Regions from separate parts of the Mus musculus genome. Here regions 2 and 3 are each linked to region 1. A link is a contact called in public Hi-C data. All regions are on one chromosome and are shown on one strand. Each heading gives the region's core, a stretch centred on a gene start, on an enhancer-like site or on the middle of the called end of the contact. The rest is flanking DNA. Distances are from core to core; before and after follow the strand shown. Region 1 overlaps Gm33248 (a long non-coding RNA gene). Region 2 has its middle 35 kb from the start of Gm39096. Region 3 has its middle 23 kb from the start of Gm23847.

Region 1 (2,811 bases), core at 152-2,651:
TGGTTATTCCTGGGCTCTATGCTAGACAAGGTTCTGTGTGAGTGGTTGGGTGGGTGTCTCTTACAGCCTAGGCTTCCAAAATCCTTGTAAAGTCACTACTATCTTGGTCCTAACCCTCTTACCTGCAAATGGCACACCGTTAGAATTAAATTAGCAGTTATATACTAGTGTCTCTCTCTCTGTCTCTCTCTCTCGCTCTCTCTGTGTATGTTTGTGTGTCTGTGTGTGTGTATGTGTATATGTATGTATATGTGTACATATGTGTTTATGTGTATATATGTGTGTATATGTATGTGTGTATCTGTGTGTGGGTGTACATGTATCTATCTATCTATCTATCTATGTATATATATATATATATATATATGTTTATGTTTATGTATATGTGTGTGCATGTGTGTATATATGTATGTGTGTATCTGTGTGTGGTTGTACATGTGTATATATGTATGTTTATGTATATGTGTATGTATGTATGTATATGTGTGTATGTGTGTATATGTGTATGTGTGTATGTATATGTGTATGTGTGTGTATATATGTGTGTGTGTATGAATGTATGTGTGTATGTATGTATGTGTGTATGCATGTGCATGTGTATGTATGTGTGTATATGTGTATGTGTGTATGTATATGTGTATGTGTGTGTATGTATGTGTGTGTATATGTGTGTGTATGTATGTGTGTATTTATGTGTATGTGTGTGTATGTCTGTGTGTTTGTATGTGTGTGTATATGCATGTGTGTATATGTGTATGTGTGTATGTATGTGTGTATATGTGTGTGTGTATGTCTGTGTGTTTGTATGTGTGTGTGTGGTCTTGCCTCTCCCCCCACACACCATTTTTCTTTTTCTCTTTTTCCTTATTTCTATTTTTCTTCACTTGATTCTCTCTCTCATTTCCCCTCCTTCCTTCACTGCGGACCAAACCTACACCTCAAGCATGCTGGTACAGCACCAAGATTCATACTCAGTGTCACTCCCTGCCCTCAGTCCTTTTTATTTTGAGACAGGTCTCCCTAAGCTGCCTGGGCATTGAACTTGTAATTCTCCTGAAGTAGTTTTCCTAGCAACTAGGATTACAGTCTCATGCCACCAGGTGGCGGGCCTCTGCATTCCTAAGGAGCCCAAGAAAGACCTGATCCTGAGGTGCTGGGACCAACCAACACTGTGCAGAGCTCGCCAGAACCCACAGACAGAGCGAGCCCTCATCTTTTCTTTGCAACCCCTGGCTTCACTCATTCCACTGAAAGATCCATGCCACTGGATCTTCAAGTGCTCTGAGCCCCAACACTGCAGTGCTTGTGGGGCTCCCTTGTCTGTCCAGAGTCCCTGTGGCTGCCATGCGCGTCTCTCTCCAGGGCACAACCCTAGCCTGACTACACAATTGGCCTAGTGCTTTTGTGTTTAAACAAGGCGCACCCTGTGTTGGCCTCTCAAACTTTAAAAGAATACTGGGACCCGGTGACCCTGGGAGGGAGGAAGGGGGCATTTATCATTTTTATGTGACATTTCAAAGCAGGAGACTCCTTCTTGGCCAGGAGACAAAGGCCCGAGTGGGGTTAATGGAGGAACCCTATTTAATCATTAACGCTTAATACTAAAGAGTTTAAAAGGAAGCGGTGGGCTCCTTGTTCAGCCCTTTGGTGCTGGGGATACTCTGGGGGGTCAGGTGGGATTAAATCAGGTCCTGGCACAAGAGGCTTTCTGCTGAAGCTGGTATGAGAGCCCCAGGGGATGGGTGGTGATGGGTTTCACTCAAGTGACTCCAAGTCTCTTACCTAGCCCTTCCCATCAGCTCCCTCTGCCCTGTGGTGGTGACAGTACCCATTCATTTTCTAGGCTGGACAGGAGGTCTGCAATGACAGACAGCCCAAAACTCAGTCCACACCTGGTGGTGTGATGGGAAGCTCCTGGCAGACAAAGACCCTAAAGCCAGTTCTTCGCCAGTGTCACAGCTACAGTGACAGAGCATGTCACCGGACTTAGCAAGGAGACCTTGGCTCTTTGGTTCCTTTGCACCACAGCCTTCGGTTTACCTGCCTCCTATCCCAGCTCTCCACCTCTGCCTCAGTCTCCTCATTTGCACCTGGGACATGTTTTCCCAAGTGTCGGGACAAAGAGAACAGGCAGCAACCGTGGAGAAACCCACTTTCTCTCCGGGCCACTGGCCCAAGAGGAGCTGAACACTTGGCAAGCAGGCGCCAAGCCCCGTGTGCACCTAGTTGTCTTCTACAGACTCAGGTCCTAGAGAGAGTTTCTGGGTGGAACTGAACAGCACGATAACGTTTGCTGAGTTTCTGCTTATTTTTATTTGTGTGTGTGTCTGTCTGTGTGTGTGTTGTGTTATTGTAGCTTATCACCATAGCTACTGTTAACTGGACATTAAACTAAGTTTATTGCAAACTGTGCAACCTGCGAAGCCCACACCTGATCCAAAGGGCATTTTCAATTTAGAAAACAGAATTCTTTGTCCCTACCTACTCTGATCCCCCTCTATAGGATGCCCTCCTGACTCTGGGGTTGATTCTACCTAATTAATGCACTGCCAATTTCTAGAATTGGGGGTGCCGGTCCCTGCCCCTGCCAGGTGACCTTATGTGATTTACCCATGTGACTCTGTGCAGTTGGAGATTACCCATTCTCTTTGTTGTAGAATGCATGCTGTATTCCTGTTTGTAGTCACTTCCTATGCAGAATATCCAGATGTGGTATTTTTTTCATCTATCTTTATCAATAACTTCCCCCAAGTTATTAGAGAAAACAAAACAAATAGCTTTAAAAATTATACAACTATCCTGGTGGAACAC
Region 2 (2,811 bases), core at 159-2,658, 450 kb after region 1:
AGGGGGGAAGAAGGTAAGTCTACTTGCCTAGCACAGGTGTGCAGCCAGCAGAAGTTGAGAGCTGCCCTTGGGTCTAGGGTACCCCTGTCTCCCATTAAGAGCATACCACTGTTCAAGTAGCATTTTTGTGTTAAAAGTTAGACATTTTCATCTAGCATCACCCCAAAACAAAAACACATCACCTGCTATTCTTGGTCCCAAGCTCATTGGAAAGCAAACCGTTGATCAGCCCAGCGCTGGAGGACTTGACATCAGAAAAGAGCTTCTCACAGGACAGCTCAGAGCTGTGTTTTATGGGCAATTTCTGAGATTTTCAAGGGTAATTTCCACCATATGTTTTTCTCAGATCACATGATGGCTTTAGCTTCTATCCTCTGAGTTAAATGTGATTGTTCTCTAACTGACAGCATGGCCAGCTTCTGTGTTCCAAAAACAAGATCCAATGTTACTAGAAGACACTCTCACAGCAAACTCCCTGATCCTCTGGCTCTTCCAGTCCACTTCCTAGTAATGTCAGAAGCTACAGCCAGAAGTCTTAGCAGGGAGGCTGCCTAAACACCAGCTGAATGACACAAAAGCAGCAACAGACACGATGCAGCACACAGGGGGGGAGTCAATGAGGACTCAACCCTACACCAAGAACTATGGGCAACTAAGGAATGCTGACAGTGGGAGAAAGAATCTTCCCCAAGGAAGAGCATACCAACTGCTTATCTGATACCAAATGGTGAGCTCTGAAAACGTACATACGTACTGGTAACTTTGTACAGACTGAGGAATATATATACTTAGGAATATATACGCATATGTATATATACATAACACACATACAACTAATGAAGAAAGAGGCAGTGGATTGGGAAGAGAGCAAGGAGGGGTATATGGGAGGGTTTGGAGGAAGGAAAGGGAAGGGAAAAATAATGTGATTACATCATAATATAATCTCAAAAAAAAAAAAGACAAAAGATGGCTCTCTCTCATCCAAAGTGGCCGAAAATGCCTCACCTTCTCCTCCTGAATGTCCATGATGCTTATGTTTGCTACATGGGGATACAAGGAAGGTGTGTAGGTGCTCTGAGGGTGATTGCACAGGAATCTCCCACAAACTGGGGCTTAGTAGGGCTACATGATTATCCCCTGTTCTGTGGCTGAGCTGGGGGCCTGGTGGAAGGGTACATAGGCTTGGGATGGGGGTGGGGGTGCGGCTGGAATCCAAATCCCCAAGTTTCACCCACTTCACCATTTCGACTAAATCACTCTCATCAGCTTACCTCACCTGCATCTTTTCCGCCGGTGCTAATTTAGGTCTTCAGTTTGCATCCAATTTAGTCCCTTATACTCAGGCAGCTTTCTTGCCTGCAAATTCCCCTGAGGAGGCCTTAAGATGACTCCTGCCCAGAAATTACTGCCTTCAGCCTGCGCGCACGAGCCCAGGCATTCCTCAGGGTCCTGGCTCCACACCATGACATCGCCAACCCCCTTGGCCGGCAGCTTCTCCACCAGCCCACTGACATTTCGAGCCCCTCTCTAAGCCCCTTGGTAGCACAAATGCCGCTTGCTTCGGTGGCTACCTGCAGCTCTTGTTATTTTCCTGTCATTGACTTCGTGCTGGGCTTTCTAACCACCCAATCCAACTTCCCCGCTTTCATTTCTTTTTCTGTCCTTGGAATCCGAAGCATCTCCCGATTTACTACCATCTGCTACCTTAATTAATAGGCTGTTTACCTCCCCTGTAGGACCTTGCAGAGATTCTCTTGGACGCCGTCCCTGACTCTGTGGAGTTGCAGGCTCTCATTAGTCGTGGTTTATAATCCAGCCTTCAATCTATCTGACAGCTTGCATCTCCAAGCCAATTTGAATTACATTTTTTTCTCATAGGATTTCATAAGACACAAATACGCTTTATTCAAACCTGGAACAAATTACAGTTACAAGATTCCCTCTGTCCAGTTCTTTTATAATTTGAAAGGAACCAGAAGAGGAGGAAGGGGGACAAAAAAAAAAAAAAAGAGTATTAATCTGGTTTGCTCGATATAAATTCACTGAGTTCTCTGCGCCGAAGTCTCGGGATTTTACTGCAAGCAATTTTCTTTCTACATAGCATAGTTGGGTGCCTTCTACCTCCCTCCATGCCACCACCCTCATGGGCAGACTTCCACTATACCCACGGCAATCACACAAATCTATGGCCAGAGAACAAATGAAGAGAGTGACTTTTTCAACCTGAACTGCCAGTGTTCTTATATCAAAGATGGTGACTTGTCTATAAGAGAAAAGAACTTGTGGTTAGTCCTTGTTGTTGTTGAGCTGAGGAGATGGCTCGTCAGATCAAACACTTACTTACTAGGCAAATTTGAGGACCCATGTTTGGATCCCAAGACCCACAGAAAAGCCAAGCTCCGTAGTGTGCATCTGTAATCCCAGGCCATCTGTGAAGCGATGGGAGCCAAAGTCAAGAGGTTCTCTGGAAGCCTGCAGGCTAGCCTCACACAGGCAATGCAGAGCAATGCTGTCTCAAAGTAGAAGGCAAGGATTGACAATGGAGGTTATGCCCTGATCACACGAGTGTGCTGTGGCATGCTCATGCTTGCACTTACAAATACACACACACACGCACACACACACACACATTTGAAAATGACTTTTTAGAGAATTTTTGTCAGCTGGGTGATGGTGGTACACACCTTTAATCCCAGCACTCAGGAGGCAAAGGCAAGCAGATCTCTAAGTTTGAGGCCAGTCTGGTCTAACATATCAAATTCCAGGACAGCCAGGGCTACACAGAGAAGTCCTCTCTCAAACAAACAAGCA
Region 3 (2,811 bases), core at 169-2,668, 380 kb after region 1:
GCCTGAAGTCTAAAGCCTGAAGCCTGTGTATAATATGAGTAACTGCTCACATAGGAACACATGCGTATGAAATGACATATAAATGCAAATCTTACATTCTAATTTGCTTAACCCATGGTGATTCATATTAGCAAAAGTGTACAAATACCTTGAACGTGAGACTGGCTAAAGAAATCATGGTGGCAACCCTCTATGTTGAGTGCTCTGTAGCATTTCAAAGACTATTCTTAGAAAACGGGAAAGCCCATGCTAAAGCCTAAAGCATCACAAACATTTAGGTGTTCCTTTATTGTATTCATTCACTTATTTTTTTTTATGTCCGGGTGTTTTGCCTACATGTGTGTCTGTGCACCATGCGCATGTCCGATACCTGTGAAGGCCAGAAAAGGGCACTAAATCTCCCTAAAATGGGAATGCTAGGAATCAACCTTGGTTCCTCTGGACAAACAGCTAGTGTTCTTAACTGCTGAACCACCTAGCCCACATTTGAATATTTTTAACTTATTGTCTCCTTTAAAAGTGTGTGTAAATGCTATGCTAACAAAAGGCGTAATTCAGAACAGAGTAATCATTGAACAATCTCTTTTCGAAACTAATTTTCTGAATTTTTCCATCTATGTCTTTTAGCGTCGGCCATAAGTTAATAGATTGGGGGAAAAAAACCAACAAATGCATAGCTAGAAAGCTACTCCTCCCCCAGCACCCAAAGCCTGCCCACAGACCTGGGAACTCTCAGTCACACAAGCCTGGTCACTATATCTGCAGTAGTCAATCCTTTTTGTCAGTAAAAGAAAATCCATCCTCCCCATAGAAGAAAGGGGACCCTCCTCCCAAGCCTCGTCTCTTCTGAGTTTCTCTTCCATGGTGCCTTCCTCCCCCATATCTGCTTGAGAACTTTCATCTGACTTTGCAGGCTGACCCCTCCTCCTTTCCCATAGAACTTCTGAACCCTGACTGCCCTTTCCTGCTGAACATAGATGTGGTGTTTCCCGAACGCTACCTTGAGAACGAAGAACTTGGCCGTTATGCCAAGACAGGAAGGAATCCTCGATAACTAGTGTTGTGTGTCTCTAGAAGTCATTCTGGTGGGGAGTTTGGAAGAGCAAAGATTTCTTTTACTCTGTCTCAGAGCACAGAACACACAGAACCAAAGTCGAGTGTCTGCTTTCTTTTTTCCTTCCCTGGTGACTTCTCCTCCTGAGGTAATCTAGCCAAGATTTGGCCCACATGGTAGAATTAAAGCATATGGACCCAGATATAATCCCTGGTTTCTCATTTAGATCCTTTGGTAAGGGACTCAGTGAAGGGTTCTACCTACAAGTCTCAAGAAAAGCATTTCGCTGCAGAGTCCGAGTGAGGGGGAGCCCTTGGATCCGTGTGACTGAAGGGCTATTCACTGAGCTGTGTTCACGTGGTGCGGAAGTACAGCTAGACCAAACTGAAATAGGGCTGCTGTAAATCTTCCCAGAAAACCAACTCCAACGTGTCTAGTTCTTCTGGAGCCAATCCAGCGCAATCAATGGTAGACGCAGGATTAATGTAACAGTGAGAGAGGAGCCCCCGCCTACGTACTGTGCAAAGTGATTTATATCAGCAGGAGGCTTCGAACTCGTGTTTGGGTTCTTTATTAAATTGCCTGAAGGGTATTTGATTTTCCAAAATGGAATCAAAACCTTCACCAAAACTGAAAGGAGTTTATTTCTCACGAGGGATTGTAAATGCCTGTCCTTTCCGAGAGACCTCTCAGTGCTCACAGCCAACCTTCTCATCTCCAGCTCAGCCCCACTCTCCCCTGCCCACCTGCTCTCTTCCCACCTCTGGCTCTGGCTCAAGTCAAGACCTTCAGCAGGTCAGGCTCAGTTCTAGGTCACGGGCTATGCATATATCTTCACTTCTCCTTCCTGTGTCTTTGGGGATCAGTTTAAATATTACTTCCAGAGGCAAGGAGTGGGGCTCTACACAGATCCCCCACCTGACGGTCTAAGTATGATTCCTTGGTTGTGTTCCCACAGAGCATCTTAGGCTTCATGTTTAGAGCAGTTTCCACAGTCTGAAGTGAAACGTTGGTAAGGTTATTTATTTGAAGTTTAGCCTTTCAACTAGGAAGTGAAGCTTGCAAAATCTGGAAACACGGCTATTTTGCTCACCCCGGGAAGTAGCTTAGTAAATATTTGTAGACGGGACAATCAAGGACAACTTTCCAATCTTGGACTCAGACGCTCGCTACCCCAGCCTCTGGGCTTGAGTCTCACTTTCTGACAGTTTCCATTGCCCAACCTGCATATTTAAAAGAAAGACGAAACTTAGCCCACCTTGTTTGGGCACTACTGGGACTCTCACATGTTTACTGGGAAACTCTGAGACATGTAGAGAACCAAACCACTATTACCATGCCTTCCAAATTCCCCAAAGAAAAATATGATCACATGTAGTAGTGTCCTGCGAGTGTGTCTGCTGGAACAAAAATACTCTCCAGGGTGTCTGTTTATGTCCTAAATTTTACGGTTCTTTTGGAAATCCAAATGAGCAGCAAAATGAATGTGGAAATGGCTACCCCACTGGCTCCTACCAGAGGAAACACAAATGTGCCACACACAAGACAAATCAAAGCACTGATTTTCATAAGAAACCCAACATGGCTGCCACAGGAAAGGTCAAACAACCGCTTTTGGAAGCCAGGTATAAAATGAGGTTTGTTTTTTTTTAAAAAAAAAAATGGGATTTTAGCCTCCTATAATTCCCTACATCTCAATAAACAGCTCCTTTCCATCTGCTGCTGATACGTACGTGTTCCCTCTGATCATGTTCTCA

What was found. A called contact is a pair of places that touch in the nucleus more often than the background predicts.
Region 2: a contact with region 1 is called in a Hi-C map of uterus. The contact joins two enhancer-like sites. A contact is called at or near these places in 3 of 484 Hi-C or Micro-C datasets (cerebral cortex and uterus) and 1 of 115 datasets of contacts at active chromatin or transcription factors (embryonic basal ganglia).
Region 3: a contact with region 1 is called in a Hi-C map of uterus, with 4 times the contacts expected there. The contact joins two enhancer-like sites. A contact is called at or near these places in 3 of 484 Hi-C or Micro-C datasets (extraembryonic endoderm stem cells, nephron progenitors and uterus) and 1 of 9 other capture datasets (embryonic stem cells).

Annotation. Positions count from the first base shown.
Region 1 is chr7:129,679,585-129,682,395 of GRCm38.p6, forward strand. All of the region lies in intron 2 of Gm33248 (a long non-coding RNA gene), which reads left to right. Among named protein-coding and RNA genes, the nearest start is that of Gm33248, 14 kb to the left of the region's middle. Within about 2 kb of position 1,402, at least 34 of the 459 cell types and tissues checked have an H3K27ac peak or open chromatin away from gene starts, as enhancers often do. A contact at or near this core is called in uterus, where this site is marked.
Region 2 is chr7:130,128,008-130,130,818 of GRCm38.p6, forward strand. No RefSeq gene overlaps it. Among named protein-coding and RNA genes, the nearest start is that of Gm39096, 35 kb to the left of the region's middle. Within about 2 kb of position 1,409, at least 27 of the 459 cell types and tissues checked have an H3K27ac peak or open chromatin away from gene starts, as enhancers often do. A contact at or near this core is called in uterus, where this site is marked.
Region 3 is chr7:130,057,018-130,059,828 of GRCm38.p6, forward strand. No RefSeq gene overlaps it. Among named protein-coding and RNA genes, the nearest start is that of Gm23847, 23 kb to the left of the region's middle. Within about 2 kb of position 1,419, at least 11 of the 459 cell types and tissues checked have an H3K27ac peak or open chromatin away from gene starts, as enhancers often do. A contact at or near this core is called in uterus, where this site is marked.